3 separate regions of the Mus musculus genome follow, and regions 2 and 3 are each linked to region 1. The links are chromatin contacts, called in public Hi-C and HiChIP or PLAC-seq maps. All regions are on one chromosome and are shown on one strand. Each heading gives the region's core, a stretch centred on a gene start, on an enhancer-like site or on the middle of the called end of the contact. The rest is flanking DNA. Distances are from core to core; before and after follow the strand shown. Region 1 holds the start of Frzb (frizzled-related protein). Region 2 overlaps Nckap1 (NCK-associated protein 1). Region 3 overlaps Dnajc10 (DnaJ heat shock protein family (Hsp40) member C10).

Region 1 (2,700 bases), core at 129-2,628:
TGCAAAAGAATGCACCAAGAAACAGAAGAAACTCCAATGTCGTTAAGAGTAAAGCAGCTAAGCCCCACACGCAAAGAGTGGGAAGGGAAGGGGCGCTTTGGAGGTTGGGTGTGAAGTGTAGGGAACGGATGGATCGCTCAGATCACTTGTTGGAAGAGACTGCGTTTGTCTGGGAGAATGATAAAAGTGAATTTTGTTTTGTTTTGTTTTGCTTTTAAGTAAAAGAATAGGATTCAGTAGAGGAGTGTGCTTAAGGGGAAAGGTAAGGGCTCAGCGCAGAAAGCAAGCTAGCCGATAAAGACAAATAACTAACTTCTCAGAGGTCGGGCAAAGTTCAGGACTCACCCGCTCCGTCCGCGGTGACGATGGCCTCAGGAGAGATGCACACGCCGCGGTCGTACACCGGCAGCTCGTCGCAGGCCAAGCTTTCCGGCCACGAGTGGCGGTACTTGATGAGAATGGGCTCGCAGCCCTGTCGGGCGCGCTCACACACAGACTTGCAGGGCTTGATGGGCTCGTGCTGGAAGTCGATGGTGCAAATGGGTGCGTACATTGCACAGAGGAAGAAGAGAAGATCCGGGCTGCAGTGGGTGCCCAGCAGCCCTTCGAACTGTTCCATGGCCAGGATGGCGTTAGCCTGGGTGCTGTGGTGCAGGTGGTTGGGCATCTTGGTCATGTTCCAGGGAAGGGACTTGCACAGCGGGATGCGGACAGGCTCACAGGCTGCAGCCTGAGCTCCGGGCACCTGGAGCAGGCAGAGAGCAGCCAGGACTAGCAACCCGGCCCATCCTAGCAGCATCCGTCCCGGGCCGCAGCAGACCATGGTCCCAGCAGGATGGGGCAGGGCGCAGCCGAGCGACGGACGCGGGAGACACTTTCGTTCCGAAGTCTCCCCCTGCGGTTCCGAGGGGTGATCCCAACGACCTGGGGAGCTGCCCCCACCCCTGGGACAATCACAGTTCTCTTGGATCCAAGTGCTCCCAGGTCCGGTCCACTAGCTTGGCGGAGCCCGGTGCCTCGCTGCGCCGGCTGCTCTTCCCAAGCGTCTAAGCCTCTAGGCGAGGCAGCATCTATTTATTCCTCTCGCTCTGGCAGAGACATCAGCCTTAGCACATCAATCAGATGAGGGGGCAGAAGAGGAAGCCAGAGAGAAATAAAAACAAAAGTCAAATTCAGTTAAGGGACTCGGAGTTCTGGGGTGTTGCAAAAAGGTGTTGGAAGAAGCGATAAATTCTGCAAAGTGAGATGGATAGGGGACCTCCGAGGGAGGAGATTTGGTGGGGGTGGGAGGACTAATGGGAGCGGAGGTGGGAGTTTGCCAAGTCCTGCAGGGTCGGGAAGATCCTGCGAGCGGCCAGAGGAGCTCAGAGGAGGTCAGCGCCTTGGCTCGCAGCTGCGCCTTCCCACCTCGGCCGACAAGAGCTCCGCCCCGCGGTCCCCTGCCCTCCGGCTCCTCCTTCCGAGAAGGCTTTGAGTTTTCAGGGGACTGGAGTGTGAGACCCTGTCTATCTGTGATGCTGTAGCCCCAGGCAGCTCCCGACAGGAGCCGCACACCTTTCCCCACTCCACCCCCGGCTCTGGATCCATAGACGAACCCTTGGTCCCCACGGGAGAAACGGTCTCAACGCACCACAGAGATGCGCACCCCTGTATCCCGCCCCGCGAGCCCACACCGTCCCTCGTTGCCCGCAGCTCTTTCCTCACAGCAAACCCGAGCGCACCTCCGCCTGCAGAAAGTCAGACAGGAAGGCGCGAGCAAAGTCACTTTAAATGTCATGTCGCAGAGATAGCAGCCTCCTAAGAGCAATGGCAGGACTAATGACTTCGGGGGGTCTGTGATTGGAATAACCGTGGAGAAATTGACCCTCACAAAGGGAAAGAAATCGCAAGAGAACAAATAGACCCACAGAAACGTGGAAATGGTGTGATTCCTCCCTTCCCTCCTTCTTTTTTTTTCTTTCCTTCCCTTCCTCCCTCCCTCCCTGCTTCCTTCCGGGTTTTTCTTTGCCCTGTAGAATTCGAACTTTTGAGTTTTTCTTTTTTAAAACCGAAGCGTGGAGCCCACTTTAAAGCACTTGGATTCCGCCCCCCACCCCCAGAGTGTTCTTACTGAAAATTGCATTTATTATCTAACTCTTCCCACGGGCGGTTTCTTCTAACAGGGGAAATAAACGTGCAAGCAAAATACCCCACACAGGTAATGATAATAGTAAACAGGAGAACGGTTCCCATCCAGATGAGTTCAATACAGAGGAGAAAATAGAAAACAGATCCCTCCCAGGCTACGCCTCCCAGAAGTCTCCTGTTTCCACCCCGGCTGCCCCCTGGCTTTAAGAGCATTGTACGTGGGAAGTCCTGCCGAGGCCCAACCACTGAGCCCCTTCAGAGGAAAACCATTGAGCAGAGGGATTGCAGTGTCAGAAGACAGCGGGAGCACAGAGGCAAAACCTACAACAAAGCCGGACGTCACTAGAGCAGCCCTGATTTACCCAGCCTTCCGCACCGCCCACCCCCCTGCTGTCAATACTAGGCAGATAAAGTCTGTCTCTACTTCCCAGAGCACACAGTAGGATACGGCTTTAATCCCCTGCGCTGGCTCAATGGCACTTAGGGAATGTCAGTGGCTGACTTGAGTTTATGGAATTTTTATCTCTAAAATGATCATTACCAGCGGTTTGTGACTTCAATGTTTTCGGAAGG
Region 2 (2,792 bases), core at 165-2,664, 77 kb after region 1:
CCTGAAGACAAACTACGCTAATAAGCCCTGTTTGTGTAGGACAACTAATCTTAGGAGGAAGTTGCTGACATGGTCAGTGTTGGTAACTAGCAGTAAGTGTGGGGCAGGAACCTGCTGCCCAGTAAGTCTCACTTCACTATTCCACATGGTTCTCGGCCCACTGCGATATGCAGTGCACCAGTTCACCTCAGAAATGCTAGTAACAGTTGGTACTGGATAGGCATCAGGTGGCGAACACAAGCTTGTTAAATGAAGCAGTGGCAACAGTCTGTGTGCTCTCTTACTTAGTGAACCGGATTTCCAGATGAGAAGTCAAATACTCCCTCGGCGTGAAGGTGTGCTCCCACACCGCCATGTTTGGAACATAATTTATGGAGAAGCATAACTCCGAAAGTGCAGTGTGCAACTTATCAAGGCTAAAAAACAGTAATAAATAACAATTACATGATAGTTCATAACAGGTACTTCCAAATCAATTTCATAAAAATAGCAAGACTTACAGAGAACACTGCAGAATTTTATTTTTTTATTCTTAAACTGATAGTTCAAAAGGTTTCTATCTAACTCAAGCAAATATTAAGCAGGATCGTTTGTATCCCTCTACATTCGGCTAATAATAAATGTACTGAGCACCACAAGAAGAGGCGCTTATTCAGCCGTCAGCAGCAATAACTTCCTCCTGGTGGTGTTAATCTGCTATGGAGCAGAGGCACTGTTTATAAAGGGGCAATGGCTTTTTCGTCTTAGGAACAGGTAGAACATTTAACAAACAACATTCACCCAATTACTGTCCACCTCTGCTTTCCTAACCACCAATCAAAATGCTAACTAATGTCTGTGAGTACAAGCTAGCACATTTATTTTTTCAAATAATGGTATCAGACATATTCTTATGGATCACGAAGTTGTTAAAAATGCGCCTCAGAGAATTTGAGAGACTCTTGGCCTTCAGTATTCTGTACATCAAGACAATACCACCTGTTACCTATGTGACGGTTAGTACTGACTGTCAACTTGACAGATGGAGTCACCTAGTTAACTCCCATGGGTGTGTGTGTCTGTGAGGGCTAACAGAGGTAACTGTAAGCAGTGTCACTCAGCAAGCTGGAGCCCAGGGAATACGGTCAGAAGGAAGCTTCCTGGCTGCAGGTACAAAGTCCAGGGCCCCAGCCTCCCTGTCTCCCCTGCCAGGACTGTACCCTCAAACTGTGAGCCAAATAAACGTCTTAGATTACACTGGCTGGGTACTGTGTCACAGCAGTGACACAGTGAGTCTGCATTGTAGAACATAGTACTAACAGATAAACGTACAAGGATTTCTGTTCTGCTTTGTTTGTTTCGTAAGGGTTAGACAATAAAACCTCCTCACTTCCTCTCCCCGTCTCAGTTCTAACAGCGCCGAGGAAAGAGTCCCCACAGAGTCCCCAGGAGAAGAGGAAGGCTTACTTGGTCACTACCAGCCTGTTTTTCCTCATGCTCTCCACACCCGGTTTTTCCCTTTCAGGTTCCCCTTTCTTGCCCGTCTGTTTTTTTGACTTCTTATTCACTGCTTGACTGATGGTTTTGGCACAATGCTTCGGCAATAACTGAAATTGGGTAAAAAGGCTGTTATACTGCTGCACCGACTTCTCGGAATGTATAAACTGCCGCAGGCTACCTTGGCTGGGTTGCTACCAGGAGCAACCAGGAGGGCTGAAATGCAGGGAGCATTTTACCTATCTAGATCACAGGCCCTATACAGCAAGGCAGAGGTGGAAACTTACTCAAGTATTAAGGCTTATTCAAGTTATTATTCAAAAGACAAATAAAACATACCAGGCAATTATGGAGTGAGATATAACAGGCACTATAACTATGTAAATGGCCTACAAAGAAGAAACCAGATCTGTTCAGTATCTAGTGGGCACACTGTAAAATAGAGCATAGAGTAGACAGTGAATAGTTTGGGGCTGGAGAGATGGCTCAGAGGTTAAGAGCACTGACTGCTCTTCCAGAGGTCCTGAGTTCAATTCCCAGCAACCACATGGTGGCTCACAACCATCTGTAATGGGATCTGATGCCCTCTTCTGGTGAGTCTGAAGACAGCTACAGTGTACTCATACACATAAAATAAATTAATTAATCTTAAAAAAAAAAAAAAAAAAACACAGTAGTTTTTGCTGTTAAGGGGGTTCTGAGAGTGAAGCCAGAGTGAAAGTTTTATATTGCAAGCAATCTGGGAAACGGGCAGGTTTTACAGATGGAGACACAGATGTTTTCTTTCTTTTTTTCTTTTCTTTTTTCCAAGATAGGATTTCTCTGTGTAGACTAAACTGTCTTCAAACTCACAGAGATCTGCCTGCCCCTGCCTCCCAAGTGTCGGGATTAAAGGTGTGTGCACCACCACCGCCTGGCAGAGCTATAGATGTTTTTCTAAGGTTAATTTTAACACTGACAGAAGAAATAATTGAAAAACTTAAAATATTACCTGGTCACTAAGAGTACACTGTTCTGTGCAAATATCGGTGATGAGATTTCGAGCTTGTTTGGCCATCTCATCCAGGAACATATTGCACAGGGAAAGGCTACGATCTCCTATATGATGGCGCTGGTGGGCAGAAGACAGAAGTAACACAGGTCACAAGGACATGATCTCAACAAAACACTTTACACAAACATGAAAATTCAGGGAAAGTCCTATTCTGCTATAAGGGCTGGGGAAGTAGATGTGTGTTGCTTTCTCTACAACTCAAATTAAACTATATGTGTTCATATAAAATATATACTTGGTAACAATGTAAGAAAATTATGAT
Region 3 (2,717 bases), core at 56-2,555, 99 kb before region 1:
AACCAGTCAAGAGCTATTTTTATTTTAATTCCTACAGTAAGACTGTTTCTTGACCATATGCAGTAATAGAAATACTATTTACAGCTTGATTTTTTTTTTTTTTCCTCTTTCAGTAGTTACAATGGCTGGAATAGGGATGCGTATTCCCTGAGAAGCTGGGGTCTTGGGTGAGTGATTCAAGTGCATGTTGATGTCTAACACTGATTTGCAGCTCTTTATCTTCTCGTGTATGTAGTAAGGATTCTGGCATCAAAAATACTTGGAAAAGGATGGCATTTATCAAGGGTTGAACCATTTCTAACTTAGGAATGCTTACAGTGTTGCTGTATGTAATGCTTACAGTAATGCTTACAGTATTGCTGTAGAATGCTTACTTTGCTTTTGTATAATAAAAAATGTTTGATTCTCTTACTGCAGATTTTTGCCCCAAGCATCCATAGATTTAACACCTCAGACTTTCAATGAAAAAGTTCTACAAGGGAAAACTCACTGGGTGGTTGATTTCTATGCTCCTTGGTGTGGACCTTGCCAGAATTTTGCTCCTGAGTTTGAACTCTTGGCTAGGGTAAGTATTGTTGTCTAGTTAAATAAATTGTACACACATGTGTGTTTGTTTTAACAATTGGTTAAAACATTGTAAACTAATTCTTAATTTAGTTCTTAAAAATATCTCTCAATTTAAAAAATGTGTTTCTATAATTATTATCTGTCTTTCTTGAGGCAGGTTTCTCTTTATAACCCTGGCTGACTGGAAATCCCCTGTGCAGACCAGGCCAGCCTCAAACTGCTTGCCCTTTCCTTGAAATTGCTAGTATTAAAAGTATTTAGTGACAGATTACAAGGGTCCGAGTGTGTGTTTGTGTATGTGCACATTGTTATTCCTGTAGTTGAATTGCTAACTTAAGTTAGTCTCCCTGTTTGTTTATTTCAGTAGCCATAGAAACCAGAGGAAGCAAAGACGCTTTCCTTGTCCTAGAGCTGGAGAGGTTCCCATAAGTCAGTAGAGGAAAGTGATGGTAGAAAGAAGGCAGACACACGACAGCCACAAGGACAAGCAGAACTTTATGTTTGTGAGAGATAGGCGAAGCAAAGGAAACTGAGGGTACAGCTAGCTCCTGCCTTGAAGGACCATAGAGGGAAAAGACAGATACTTTATGTATAGGTGCTCCTGAGGCGCTCACAAAGGGCAGTTCCCTTTGTCAGTAGATTACCAAATGAAGGGAAGATTCTTCAGCATGGGGTTATAGAAGATCTCACTAAGAGACTGGTGACCATGGAAACACCCAAAGATGGGACGAGTGGGATGGAGTGACCTGAAGGTAAACAACGAGCTCCCTGTTCTGGGAAAGGATGGGGCTGGAGGGCCTGTAAATGCTGTCAGGAAAGACAGGAGGCAGGCGTGGACAGCAGCGTAAAGCACACAGGAAGAAGTCCGGTAATTGTCTATTTGGTTAACTCAAACTCAAGTCACTAGTGACTTTAAAGCTGTTCTTGTGTTAGAATGCTGACATATATCAGTGGAAAGAATACCGCATTCATAGACGATGAGGGAGGGTGAACACCCATATAGCAGAGACAGGCTGCATGCTGCCGATGACAGGAAACACTGCTCTGCAGAGAAGCCCCTTTGTGACCATCTGCAAAGGCACGAAAAGAGCAAGGCTCGCCCTGCTCTAGGAAGACTGAATCTCTGACCTAGACAATCTAAGTGGTGTGCTCAGCCGTTCACCCAATTAAGAATGTCACTTAGGATTAAAGACAGATGTTTGGCTGTGGTGGGCAAAGTGCGGTGAGTGGACAGTTAGGGAGGTCAGAGTTACAGTCTCCAGGTACCCGTGAAGAAGTGGCTGTTTATGTTAGACAAATGGCAGCCAGTGGAAGCTTAAAGGGCTTGGAAAAAAGTAGAAACAATCTGGTGTGAATACAAAGAATTAAAACTCGAGTTTTAAAAGTAAAAAAACTTTATATAAATATATAAATATTTGAAATATGTTGGAAAGTGGCAAGATCTGTTAATTCATTTTGTTTTGTTTTTCAGATGATCAAAGGAAAAGTGAGAGCCGGGAAAGTGGACTGTCAGGCTTACCCCCAGACGTGCCAGAAAGCCGGCATCAAAGCCTACCCCAGTGTCAAACTGTACCAGTACGAGAGAGCAAAGGTGTGTGCAGGCTCTGACTCCGCCTTCCTTCAGCAGGCCAAGCCTAGAGCATTATATGGGAGGAAGAGTTTCTCTACTTTCCAGTTTCTCCCTTCATCTTTTAAAAATATTTTTTACTGAGACATCTTCTTTTCTGGTGTACCAAGGTATTCTAAAAGATTTTCTGGTCTGTGTGGTTTCAGTTGCCTTATAGACTTTGTGCTCCATGAATACAAAAAAATACAACCAAATATATGTTATATCTGGGTTATACAATTCAAAGTTATTATTTTCTATGCAGTTTTATATTTTCTACTTTTTAATATAGTAATTGTTTTTTAAATATTTTCTTCTTAAGAAATTAGTTTGTAAATACCTTTGAAATACACTTAGTAACAGCATTTTTTGAGGGATGCTTACTAAAAGCTTAGATAACAAGTGGAGTCTTTTGCTTTGGTTATAATTGTTTGGAGGCACTACTACCAATATGCTTTTTTTTCTTTGTTGGTTAGGTTTGATTTTGGTTTGTGTTATGTAACTTGCTTTGTAGAGCCAGCTAGCATTGGCCTCTCAGATAGAT

What was found. Hi-C and Micro-C count contacts between places; a contact is called where the count stands out from the background. HiChIP or PLAC-seq counts read pairs in DNA pulled down with a chosen protein or histone mark.
Region 2: a Hi-C map of bone marrow-derived dendritic cells shows a contact between it and region 1, with 2.0 times the contacts expected there. The contact joins the enhancer-like site here to the promoter of Frzb in region 1. A contact is called at or near these places in 8 of 39 promoter capture datasets (cranial neural crest, embryonic stem cells, hippocampal neurons and 3 more), 25 of 484 Hi-C or Micro-C datasets (8-cell embryo, B cells, DN2 thymocytes and 15 more), 8 of 115 datasets of contacts at active chromatin or transcription factors (acute myeloid leukemia, bone marrow-derived dendritic cells, craniofacial prominence and 5 more) and 3 of 9 other capture datasets (adipose tissue, embryonic stem cells and pancreatic islet).
Region 3: an H3K4me3 HiChIP or PLAC-seq map of craniofacial prominence shows a contact between it and region 1, with 5 times the contacts expected there. The contact joins the enhancer-like site here to the promoter of Frzb in region 1. A contact is called at or near these places in 8 of 39 promoter capture datasets (cancer-associated fibroblasts, cranial neural crest, embryonic stem cells and 5 more), 1 of 15 datasets of contacts at CTCF or cohesin (CD8 T cells), 35 of 484 Hi-C or Micro-C datasets (the G1E-ER4 cell line, the HL-1 cell line, Sertoli cells and 18 more), 11 of 115 datasets of contacts at active chromatin or transcription factors (bone marrow-derived dendritic cells, cardiomyocytes, craniofacial prominence and 7 more) and 3 of 9 other capture datasets (adipose tissue, embryonic stem cells and pancreatic islet).

Annotation. Positions count from the first base shown.
Region 1 is chr2:80,446,018-80,448,717 of GRCm38.p6, forward strand. Frzb (frizzled-related protein) reads right to left here and starts at 1,379. Exons shown (of 6, transcript NM_011356.4): 1 at 346-1,379. The coding sequence starts at 823.
Region 2 is chr2:80,523,092-80,525,883 of GRCm38.p6, forward strand. Nckap1 (NCK-associated protein 1) reads right to left here. Exons shown (of 31, transcript NM_016965.3): 18 at 2,468-2,587; 19 at 1,447-1,586; 20 at 285-416. Among named protein-coding and RNA genes, the nearest start is that of Gm24461, 34 kb to the right of the region's middle. Within about 2 kb of position 1,415, at least 25 of the 459 cell types and tissues checked have an H3K27ac peak or open chromatin away from gene starts, as enhancers often do. A contact at or near this core is called in bone marrow-derived dendritic cells, where this site is marked.
Region 3 is chr2:80,347,231-80,349,947 of GRCm38.p6, forward strand. It overlaps Dnajc10 (DnaJ heat shock protein family (Hsp40) member C10), which reads left to right. Exons shown (of 23, transcript NM_024181.2): 19 at 114-167; 20 at 418-565; 21 at 2,039-2,158. Among named protein-coding and RNA genes, the nearest start is that of Dnajc10, 33 kb to the left of the region's middle. Within about 2 kb of position 1,306, at least 19 of the 459 cell types and tissues checked have an H3K27ac peak or open chromatin away from gene starts, as enhancers often do. A contact at or near this core is called in craniofacial prominence, palatal mesenchyme, pancreatic islet and 1 more, where this site is marked.